3 separate regions of the Gossypium arboreum genome follow, and all the other regions are linked to region 2. Evidence: chromatin contacts called from public Hi-C data. All regions are on one chromosome and are shown on one strand. The core of a region is the stretch at or near the end of the contact, and the rest is flanking DNA. Distances in the headings are between cores, read along the strand shown.

The links. Hi-C and Micro-C count contacts between places; a contact is called where the count stands out from the background.
Region 1: a Hi-C map of leaf shows a contact between it and region 2, with 2.0 times the contacts expected there. The contact joins the promoter of LOC108470473 here to the promoter of LOC108454505 in region 2. A contact is called at or near these places in 2 of 5 Hi-C or Micro-C datasets (both in leaf).
Region 3: a Hi-C map of leaf shows a contact between it and region 2, with 2.4 times the contacts expected there. The contact joins the enhancer-like site here to the promoter of LOC108454505 in region 2. A contact is called at or near these places in 2 of 5 Hi-C or Micro-C datasets (both in leaf).

The regions. Positions count from the first base shown.
Region 1 is chr7:48,906,848-48,910,602 of ASM2569848v2, forward strand. LOC108470473 reads right to left here and starts at 1,964. Exons shown (of 4, transcript XM_053030425.1): 1 at 1,641-1,964; 2 at 1,238-1,370; 3 at 1-216. The coding sequence starts at 198.
Region 2 is chr7:49,253,283-49,256,950 of ASM2569848v2, forward strand. LOC108454505 (NADH dehydrogenase [ubiquinone] iron-sulfur protein 1, mitochondrial-like) reads right to left here and starts at 1,364. Exons shown (of 5, transcript XM_017752991.2): 1 at 463-1,364. The coding sequence starts at 880.
Region 3 is chr7:49,571,820-49,575,038 of ASM2569848v2, forward strand. LOC108489294 reads left to right here. Exons shown (of 16, transcript XM_053030721.1): 13 at 1-80; 14 at 151-263; 15 at 691-774; 16 at 880-1,056. The coding sequence ends at 896. Among protein-coding and RNA genes, the nearest start is that of LOC128295353, 15 kb to the left of the region's middle. Within about 2 kb of position 1,797, at least 2 of the 2 cell types and tissues checked have an H3K27ac peak or open chromatin away from gene starts, as enhancers often do. A contact at or near this core is called in leaf, where this site is marked.

The DNA of each region.
Region 1 (3,755 bases), core at 714-3,213, 350 kb before region 2:
CTGGCTTGGATCAATGGGCTTCGAATGGGATTGATGCGCTTTTGCTACTGTTAAGGCCAGCATTGTGTCATCAACCTTGGGTGCAGCAGATTTGGAAGGGATGAGTCGTGGAGGTGAAGAGTCTGGAGATGAAGTAGATGGCTGGTGACTTTGGTCTTCACCATCACTTTTATCTGCATATGTTTGGAGAAGATCCATGGAAGGCTTCTTGAAAGCCTAATTCATATAAACATAGATATTACTTGGGGTATTTGTCATTGAATTATATTTAGATTATCAGAAAGGCACAAGTAGAAAATTATACCATACTTTATTTGAAAATTTATTTGGGGATAAGATAAACACCATAGTTTGTCTTAGTTAACAAACCATAGAAGACAATAAAAGGAGAATCACAAGACTTGCTTGAATTTTTACTTATGTTAAGATGGTCTTTTGAAAGCTTTCTACAAAAGAAATAGAGATGCTTATAGATTCTTTATAGAATCCAGTTCATCAAAAACAGGAAGAAAAAGAGAAAACATTACTGTTGATGGTGACACGGAGATGTTAACAACAAGGAATAGAAGAAAAGCTAATAAGAATGACTTGGTTATGATGCAATTTAAGAAGCAAGGGGAAATGCTGGATCTGAAAGAGTGCAAGCATAAGCGTATTGAACATAAAGTGAGCAAGTACTAAAATACCTTCTTCTTTGGTCGTGATAAAAATTAAGAAGAATCAACAACACATTTGAATCATTTTTTCCCTTGATGAGAGTGACAAACAGACAACAGATAGACTAAAAATATGAATTACAATCACCACTCCAAAAGCAACCAAGAAAAAGAACATCTTACAAGAAATGATTGATTAGAACCAAGAAAAAAGTAGGTACAACTGCCAGGTTTCAGACAAGAGATAACTAAGACTTCAAGAGATATCAGTACTGAACTTTATAGTAAGGAAATTCATAAACAAAAACCGACACGAAAAAATTACAACAAGAAAAAAGAAGGAATTTAAGGAGAAAAAGCTCGGACTAAAAACAAGTAATAATCGGAAATGCCATTACAACTATGCATAAAACTAACTCACAAAATAAGAGCGTAATCTCGACGGAGATTAGGAAACAAAAGATTTATTCTATTTTATTTTATTCAGAATAGACCTCAGTTTTTTAAGAAAATTTAATCTTTTCCGGAAAGGATTTCACTGGGAAATATCCTAGAAAGCGTAATAATTGTTTAGCACTTACTCTTTTAAACAAGTCAATGAGATTTTCAGTGGCTAAAATACTTTATTCGGAGTGGTAGAAATCCAGAGTTTCGAATGGCGCTGCTGTGTCATACCGCTATTTCGGAGTAGCGGCACCCTCCCCCCGTAAAGATCTCAATAACAGTGTGAACAAATTTCACATCAATAGCAGCGGATGGCAGCCGCAAATAGCAGTGTAACTAAAAATAGAGACCATAACGGTCCACTATGTCCACTATTTCCACTAAACAGACAGAGTATGAGACGACACAGCGTAACAAGCAGTATTATCGAAAACAGAAAGTAAAATATTAAAAAACAATGCAGAGGCAGAGACCAGAAAACTCAAAATCTCATTACTCAAGTAGAAAACTTCAACTTATGTTTAGAGTTCAAAAATTTACCTCAGTTAATTTCCTGACCTGCCAGAAACTTGAAGGCAATAGAGGGCTTGGGTCAGGGACTGGAGAAGGAGGAGAAGAAGGATAAAATATGAGGAAGAGAATGACGAGGCCGGGACGAAGTGGTGGCGGCAGGTTTGTTTGGAGGCGGAGATGTGTGAACACAGAATATATAAACTATCAAAACTTAAAATGAAGAGGGAGAAATTGATGCTTACTTGGGTATTTTGAAACAGGCGTGGTTTTCCAAAATTTCGGAAAAGAAAGGAGAAGAAGCACTAGTACGTGAGAGGAATCGATTAGAAGGTTGGAAACGAGCCATCCAAAGGTAAATAATTAATTATAGTCGCTTCTAAATCAATAAATAAAAAGATAATAAATTTTAACGTAAATAAATTTATATATTCTTACATTGAGAATAATATATATCAATTAAATTAAAATTAAATTGACTCTATAAAAATTAGGTCGTGTGCTCTAAAGATAAAAACCATTAATAAATTTTTGACTTAACAATATTATCTTATAATTATAAAATTTTAAGTTTGATTTTAAGTAATTTTATTTTTTAATTATTAAAAATAAGAAATTAGTTATTAGTTTTTTTCTATTTTGGTTATATTTTTAATTTAGCCAATATCTTTAATTTAAATTCATTTTTATTTCTTAATTATTTTTATATTTTTCTTTTCCTTATTCTTTTTTCTTTATTTCTTTTCATTCTCTTTCTCTCTTTTTCTAATTTTCTTCCTTAAACCCATTTATTTCTCTTGTTGTAGAGAGTCTCCATACTTGGTTTAAAAATTGTTCTGTGGTCTCAAGCTTATTTGCTTGTGGAAGTGCAGATAATACCACAAGTTGTTTGTTCTCAATACGGTTTGACAAACGGTGTAACAGTAGCTCTTATTGTTTAAGTTCTTGTTTGGATATATTTTCTTATTTCCTACCCGATAAGAAAAGTGATAAGTGTTGCTATAACCCCTCACCATTAATGTCATTTTAATGATGAGAATGGCAATCAAGCTTTGAGATTCCTACAAATAGTTATCTTGCCTGATCTTAAGTGATTTTCAACTATTGGACTTTCTTCTAGTGTCATGGGTCATGGATTAAAGCACATGACTATTTGGCACATAACATCCCATAAAGAGCAACTGATTAAATAAGGTTATTATGACTCGCTTGAACTAGTCTGACTTGTGGAACATATGGAGAAACCCATTTACTTTAAGCTTTAGTGACCTAGTGAACCACTCTAGTAAAACTAGAGTTACTAGGGTAATTATTGTAAATCTTAAAGGATAAAGATGCATAGAGTTTAAATCCCTTAGGACTCTCATATTGTAGATAGCCTTTAATTTGGATTGTCGATGTAACTCAATCTGTACCGTTGAATTTGGGGGAGCTCAACTATAAATAGAGGACTTCCCCCTCATTTGTAATCACTTAGTTGTAAACCTTCAAAGTAATAGAACACTTTTGAGAGCATTTACTCAAACATTTAGTGTGCGCTATTTTTCTATGGCTTATTTGTTCTCTCATTGCTCCTTTGTTTTGAGTTTACTTCTGCTTTGCTTTGGTGCCTTAGAGAATTTCTACAATAATTCTCCTTTGTTGAGAGTAGGTTGACTTAGGCAGGATTTAAACCCAAGAAATCGCCTAAGGCTGCGTGGTTTGTTAGACTAAAGTTTTAAACCTATGACACTAGGTCATGGACATGTTGCACTTTTCTAAAGAGTTGAGTTGAAAAAATTGGAAATGGGCTTATTTTTGTCCTTTTTATCATCGTTGGAACATGTCAAAAGTTTCAACTTGGCACTATTTCAGTAACGGATATAGTGATTTTGGTTAGAAATTTTAAAAAAAATAAGTTGGATAAAGGAATCTTATGAAATCAAGTTGATAATTAAGATGAGAAAATTTTGAAAAGAATTTAGAAGTGGACATGTGACAAAAGGACCAAATTGAAACTTTTAAAAAGTTTAGGGACTAAATTATAATTTTCCCATTTTCACCAAAAAAGGGAAAAACTATAATTCTCACCACTCAAGGACTTATGTTAAAGATTTATTATGAATTATGATCTTAAATTGGTCTAATTATCGATTTGTGAAAAGA
Region 2 (3,668 bases), core at 114-2,613:
AAGGTTAAATTGTTTAAAATCCAAGAAGGCAACAGCATGACAAGCTTGAAAGAAAATTATCACAAGAATTATTGTTTACAATCACATAAATACTTAGATATTAAGAAATTTTAAGTACAAATCTAGACACATTTCCATGCATGGTTACTAAAACATGTAAAACAAAAATGAAGATGAAAACAAACATTTATGACTGAATTTATAAAGATCAAATCGATCATAATTCTGTATCTTTATGAAGACTATATGGAACTAGTAGCAAGACATTAAATAACAGAGATTAAAGAGAATAAAATAGTATAGAATAATTTGAGAACCCTAAATCCAAATTACTAGTATCCTGAAACACGTCAAAAATCTGCAAAGAAATTCAAATCCGTTCATCTAATTAAATTCAAACACACTAGTAAAATTGAGAAAACAAAATACAAAATATAATAATTGTTAAATTGAAACGCTAACCAGGGAGAGCAGGCATGGCACAAGAGGCGACGGGCTTGGGGGATTTTTCAACCTCGACGAGGCACATACGGCAGTTCCCAGCGATTGAAAGTCGATTATGATAACAAAACCGCGGAATGTCAACACCAGCAATTTCGCAGGCCTGAAGAACGGTCATGCCCTTGGGGATTTTCACCGGGAAGCCATCGACGAACACCTCGATGGCATCATCCGGGTTCGTGAAGTGGATCCGTGCACCGCCAACGGGTTTCTTGGGTGGAGAAGGAGTGGTTTCTGGCTGCGGTGCTGCTGCTGCTGCCGATGAGGCGTCGGGGGATTGGAGCTCGGATTGGGTGACGATGGGTCGGAATCTAGAGTATTGGGAATGGAGGATTCTTGACGATTTTAGGGTTCTTGAAGCTAATAAGCCTAAACCCATTTTTCTGGCAGCCCGAAGATAGGCTTAGCCTTTCCTTTGTTGGAGCTGTGAAGTGAGAGAAGGGAGTGGCGATTGGCGAGAGATTCGATTGGAACTGTTGGGTTGAATGTGTGTCATCCACTGGCGTGTGATTCCCACAAGAAGTCGGGCTTCAAGTTGACCCGTTTTTGTCTTCATGGACTGGTTTAGGGGCTTACAAAACGTCGTCGTAGCTTACAGTACTCGAATTGGGGAACAAAGGGGCCAAGCTCATTTCGATGTCCTATTTGAAGAAATTTTAGCCTAATCTTTTCAATTCACGTTACAGTAAGCTTTCATCTAAAGAAAGTAGGGATGTCGGTGCGGTTTCACGATCCCATCCCACTTCACACCCAATTAGGCTAGGATGGTACAGGTTTTGCGGGTACTGAAATAGAGATAAAGATAAATATTAGACTCATCGAGAGTCGTGGTTTTGATATTATACTCACCTCATTCCCGTTTGTCTCATCTTCACTTACCTCGAATAATATAATAAGTATATTAAAAAAATATTTATAAAAATTTAATTTAATAATTATTTTATTAGTATTTTATTTATTTATTACTATTTAATTTTTGTAATTGTGTTATATTTAAAAATATTTGTGATATATTTGAGACATTATTTGTATTTAAATATTATAAAAGGACTTTATTTTTAAAATTTTTAAATTAATATTGAAGTTATATTTTGTTTATCAATTAAAGGGTCATGATGACTTTTTTTAAATAGTGACAGTTGAAATAATGTCACATATGTAGTAAGAGTTCAAAGGATAAATATTTCATACATTTTTTATAAAAATTTTGATTTATATTTATTTAATTGATACTTATAAATATATTATATGAAGTGGGTCACGAGGCGGGTATAGCAGGGATTAGGTGAATTTAAGGACCCACGTAGGTGGTGAGCGAGGATGGTTTTGAGTTTTTTACCCGTAGTGGGTCGCTGGGCAGGGATGGGGATGAAAATTCTTGGTGAGGATGCCCCCACACCTGTGTCGCCCAATTGACATCCCTAAAAGCGAGACTTTATTTTGATAAAAGGAAAAGTAAATATATTTTTAGATAAATTATTGCAAAAATATAATAAGATAAGATGCTAATATTTTTAATTTTAATGTGAAGCCAATACTTTTAATCAAAATATCTAATACGATATCCCTAACATCATCTTGTTATAATTTTTTGGTATTTTGGTATATTAAAATTTATAATCAAATACCAAAATTTTAACCTAACACGAAATATTTAAAGAGATTTTATTAAAAATTTTGGTACTTGATTAGGAATCTTGGTACCGCATTAAAAGTTTTGAATATCAGATAAAAATTTTATTTCTTCAAATAATTTAGTATATTTTCAAATTTTTATATAAAATATATGAACCAAATTTAATGCATACTAACAAATTTATTTTTTATTTGATGTAACAATTATATATAATAAACAAAATAAAATATATTTAATCTGTATTTAAATATTATTTAAATATACCCAAATATATAAGACAATAGTACAATATATTATGGTATACCAATATATATATAGAGTAATATATAACAAATTATATTTAATTTTGTATACCAAAATACAAAATTTCTAATTAAATACCAAAATATTTAAGGCAATGCTATTGTTAGGATCAATATGCACTATTTTTGTTCGTACATGTTTCCCTTCAAATTTATCATCAAAATTTCCTTGCCTGTGCGACCCAATAGCCTGTACCAAGATTACTAAGGTCATACTAAAATAGCTTAGGGATGTTCTTAGTTGATGCGATACTAAATTTTTTTAATCGATACCAAAATTATTAAGAATGTCTCGTTTGAAATTTTAGTATAGAAAATACTAAATTAGAAATATCGGTTTTGGTGTCTTGTTAGAAATATCGGTAATGCATTAGAAATTCAGTATTTGTTATAAATATGGGCATCTCTACTAGAGATATTGGTATTGTTTAGAGATTTTGGTATCCATTAAAATTTAAAATTTTTGTTATTGTATTAGAAATTTTAATATTAACTTATAACTGGTTGATTTAGTTAAACCTTTTCCTTAACTTTTATTTTAAATTTACAACAAAATTATCGATGAAATTAGATTTAAAATAACAATGATAGTTAAAATTTTTAAATAAAAGATGCTTTCAGTGACAATTAATATATAAATATTACAAAATTATAAATCATGAGTAAATTATTATAGGGAAGTGAAAAAGTGAATGATATTATCTTCTTTAACTACTTTTGGAATAGTTTTTGTTCCAATCAAATTGGTAATAACCACAATACTATTGCCATTTTCTTCAAGAATAGCTTATTGGAGGAGAGATGTAAAAATAAATTCATTACTTTATCAACCAATAATAAATACATTTTAATTTTGTCATAATAAGATTTCTTCGATGATAAATCCCAATCAACTGACTTGACATTGATAAAGAACTCTAAGAGATCCTTTGCATCAGTAATGCTCAAAACTAGTCTCCATATGATCTATCCTCCTCTTCATCTTGAAGTCTTATCTCACATTTAATATAATAGTGCAAACACTTCAAATTTTTAGTTTAGTAAATGGTATTGGGAACATATATAGTGAAATTTTGATGAAATTGAAAACAAGCTTACTAATTGAATTTTTTTTAAGGAATTAATAAGGCAAAGAGGAAAAAAAATTAGCAAGGATAAATGTGACTTTGAAACTTAATTGGAGAGAGAATATGGATATTAAAGTGTAAATGAGAGAATATGAATATTAA
Region 3 (3,219 bases), core at 547-3,046, 320 kb after region 2:
TTAAAGGCTCTAGAGATGGAGGACATATCTTCGTTTATGGAATCTCTTCCTTCCAACTTTCTCATAATATTGCGGACAGAGTAAGATAAATTCAGTAGCCTATTTGGAGTTCAATAGCTCCTAATCTCATTTTGGTCTTTTCTGTTTTAGTGAATTACTGAGATCTACAGTAAGCAAGCTTGGTGCTTCAAAATGGGTGAGGTTGCTAACCTATGGAAAATATGCCTCACTTGGTCTCTCTCTGAAGTCGAATCCATGCTCTGGTAAACAGTTCTTCTAAACCCTTTTTTTTTTTCCTTTAATTTTATTCTAAATCAGTTGTTATCTGGCCAAGCCAGGGAGAGCTTTTAATGGATGCATCTGTTGTTGTGTTTGTACATTTACGAGTGTATAGTAAGAAAGAGATTTTTATATTCATGAGCAGTTAACGTCGGTATTCTTGGAAGGAACTGATTTTGTGGTCGCATATTTTGTTTTAATTTACAATTTAAGGAATACGATTACTTTATCCTCGTGTGTTCAGATTTGACATCATTGGCCCTATATACCAGATTGATAGGAAATATAGAATACATTCTTCTAAGGCTTACTATAGGTAAGGTTTTTTCTTCTCATAAGTTCTGATATGTAGGTATGTCAGGTAATAAAAAAAAAGGTACCTGAATGATTGGAACATTTTAACATTTTCAGGGGTAACGACTCTGGTTTTGTGGATGGAGAAGCTGAAGCGATGTCTGAATAAGTTTTATGGAAAGATGAGTGCTGCTGGAAAAGGTATGGCGACAATGTTCTTCAACATCTACTTCAAAATGTAGATTCTTTTTCCTTTCTTTTTTGTCTTATGTACTTCGTTATTTACACTAAGTAAATTTTGAGCAGAAGCCATATGTAGATAAAGCTTCCTAGGGCTCAAGGAGCACTGTATTGTAGTTTGATATTGGCTTTTATTGTAGAACTATAAAATTACTCTGAATCTGAAGAATTGTAAGAACAAGAATATTACTCAAAGCTTAACTTGGTGATGAAATTATTTCAAGAAGTACCATTTACTGGGTATGGATTTTGAGTTCAAGCATTTGCAAATTTTTACTACAATCTTTTACGTCAGAAAAAGGAAAAACAAACTTAGATAAGAATTTAAAAACTAGTTTATATATATATGTAGAGAGAGAGAGATTTATATATAAAAGCATTCATTTGGAAATATTTTTAATCACTGAAAATTTTTATTATTCATTATTGTTATATCCAGGCCAAATGGGCTAAGGCCTGTAACAAGGCCCAAAAGAGCTCAAGTTCCAACTGGTACAAAGATCACATGAGCTTAGGCTTTATAAAGTACAAAACATAAATGCTATGCTAGTAAGAACAATGTCACGTGGCACGTAGAGGAATCACCTCTAGCTTTTATCCGACTCAAAAGCTATGCATAGTGTGACTTGCCAACATTCCTAGCGAATAAGAAACATTGCATTAGCTAAAAAGACTAGATCAGACTAGATTTGGGCAATTAAGGGGCAACTTAAAGCTTTATTACATATGTTAAAATTTAACTTAATTTTAGCTTTGACCACGTATATATTTGGATCCAGACCAACCACTTACGATCCTTGTTAGTCGATAGCAAGTTTTAGCCCAAATCCTATCTAATGACTAAGTTCTGGAACAACTAATCAACTAAAAAAGTCAACTTCAACTCATCGGTGTGTTTTCTCTAAGATGCCACCAGTTTGGTTTACTAATCAGTTACCATTGGATAATGCCAAAATCTTTTGAGAATTGGTCCTTCGCAACCACTTCTACCGTTACGACGATTGTAACACCCCCTTACCATGTAAGAAATGCTACATTTACGTACCAAACACATCACTCATGTTCTACTCATCTTTTAGACTCATTTGAAGCTATTTAAGGCTTCTTCAATAATTTCTAAACTGAATATGTAATCTGGTTGCAACCAGAGATCATTCAGAGACCCCTTGATGTAAAAAACAACATAAATTAAGAAAACAAGGTAGAGGTATTGACGCATGCCCCAATTTATCGGTACCTTGACCTTGATACTATTCATTTTTACATTATGTTTGAGCTTTATCAATACAAGCCCTCTAAGTATCAAAATTTGGGTGTATGGAAGCTAAAATCAAGCTTAAAAATACCTCAAAAAGTGTCATAACTTACTCCAATTAATCCCAATCATTCTCAATCATTCTTTGACCTTAAAATACTCCTAATTATCTTTGTAAACATCATGCAATTCATCTATTAGAGTTGTATGACCCAACTTCTTGTTAAAAAAAATAATGGCAAAATAAGGGGATCTGTGGGGGCAAAGGTCGAGGGCCATAGCCGCCGCAAATCTCCATTAAGTATAAAATTAGACTGGGGTCGTAACCGAGGGTGTGCCCTCACGATACGGTACAAGCTGTACAAGTGAAATCTGTATAAAAGTACACTTATTCTGTTTGATATTGATTAGAATAAGGTGTTTCAACCTTACTACATTGCTTCTATTTGACATTGATTATAATAAGGTTTTTCAACCTATAAATAGATGTAGTCTAAACTCCTCTTGTATCATTCAAATTTAACATTAGTGAATTTTCTTCTCCACTATCAATGGTTTTTCTCCCGAAAGGGTTTCCACGTGAAATCTGTGTGTTCTTATCTTTCTTTCTTTTTGCTTTGCGATCGTTTTATATTGTCATTGTCGACGTTCAACTTTTACATCATCCATGTTCAATCTCCATCTAATGTACCACAAAGGTTCAAAACCTCTCCATTTAAACAAAACTCAACTTTGTGCCAGTTCCCTAACTATCTATCACTTTCCTACTTACTGGATACCTAGGTACATGCCACACTAATTCAAAGACACAAAATCCATGGTTCTCAATTCTTACCTTATTGATGAGTTGTGATTTGACAAACCATGCTCAACCTTTTTTTTTGCACAAACACTTTCTGCAATCTACGCATTTGAAAACAAGTTAAGCTTCATAGGAGCTTAGTAAGTTGATCCAGGAGAAAGCAGAAGAAGATTGTATTCAAGTTGTTCGACTCGAGAAAGAAATATTTGGATCACACTTGAAAAGAAAAAAGACAAACAGATTTAGAAAAATAAGAAAAACAAAGAAAATTTTAAAAAATAAAAATAAGGATAAATATTCAACATAATAACTAAATAAAGAAAACAACTTGAATTTCTTATTGATCAAA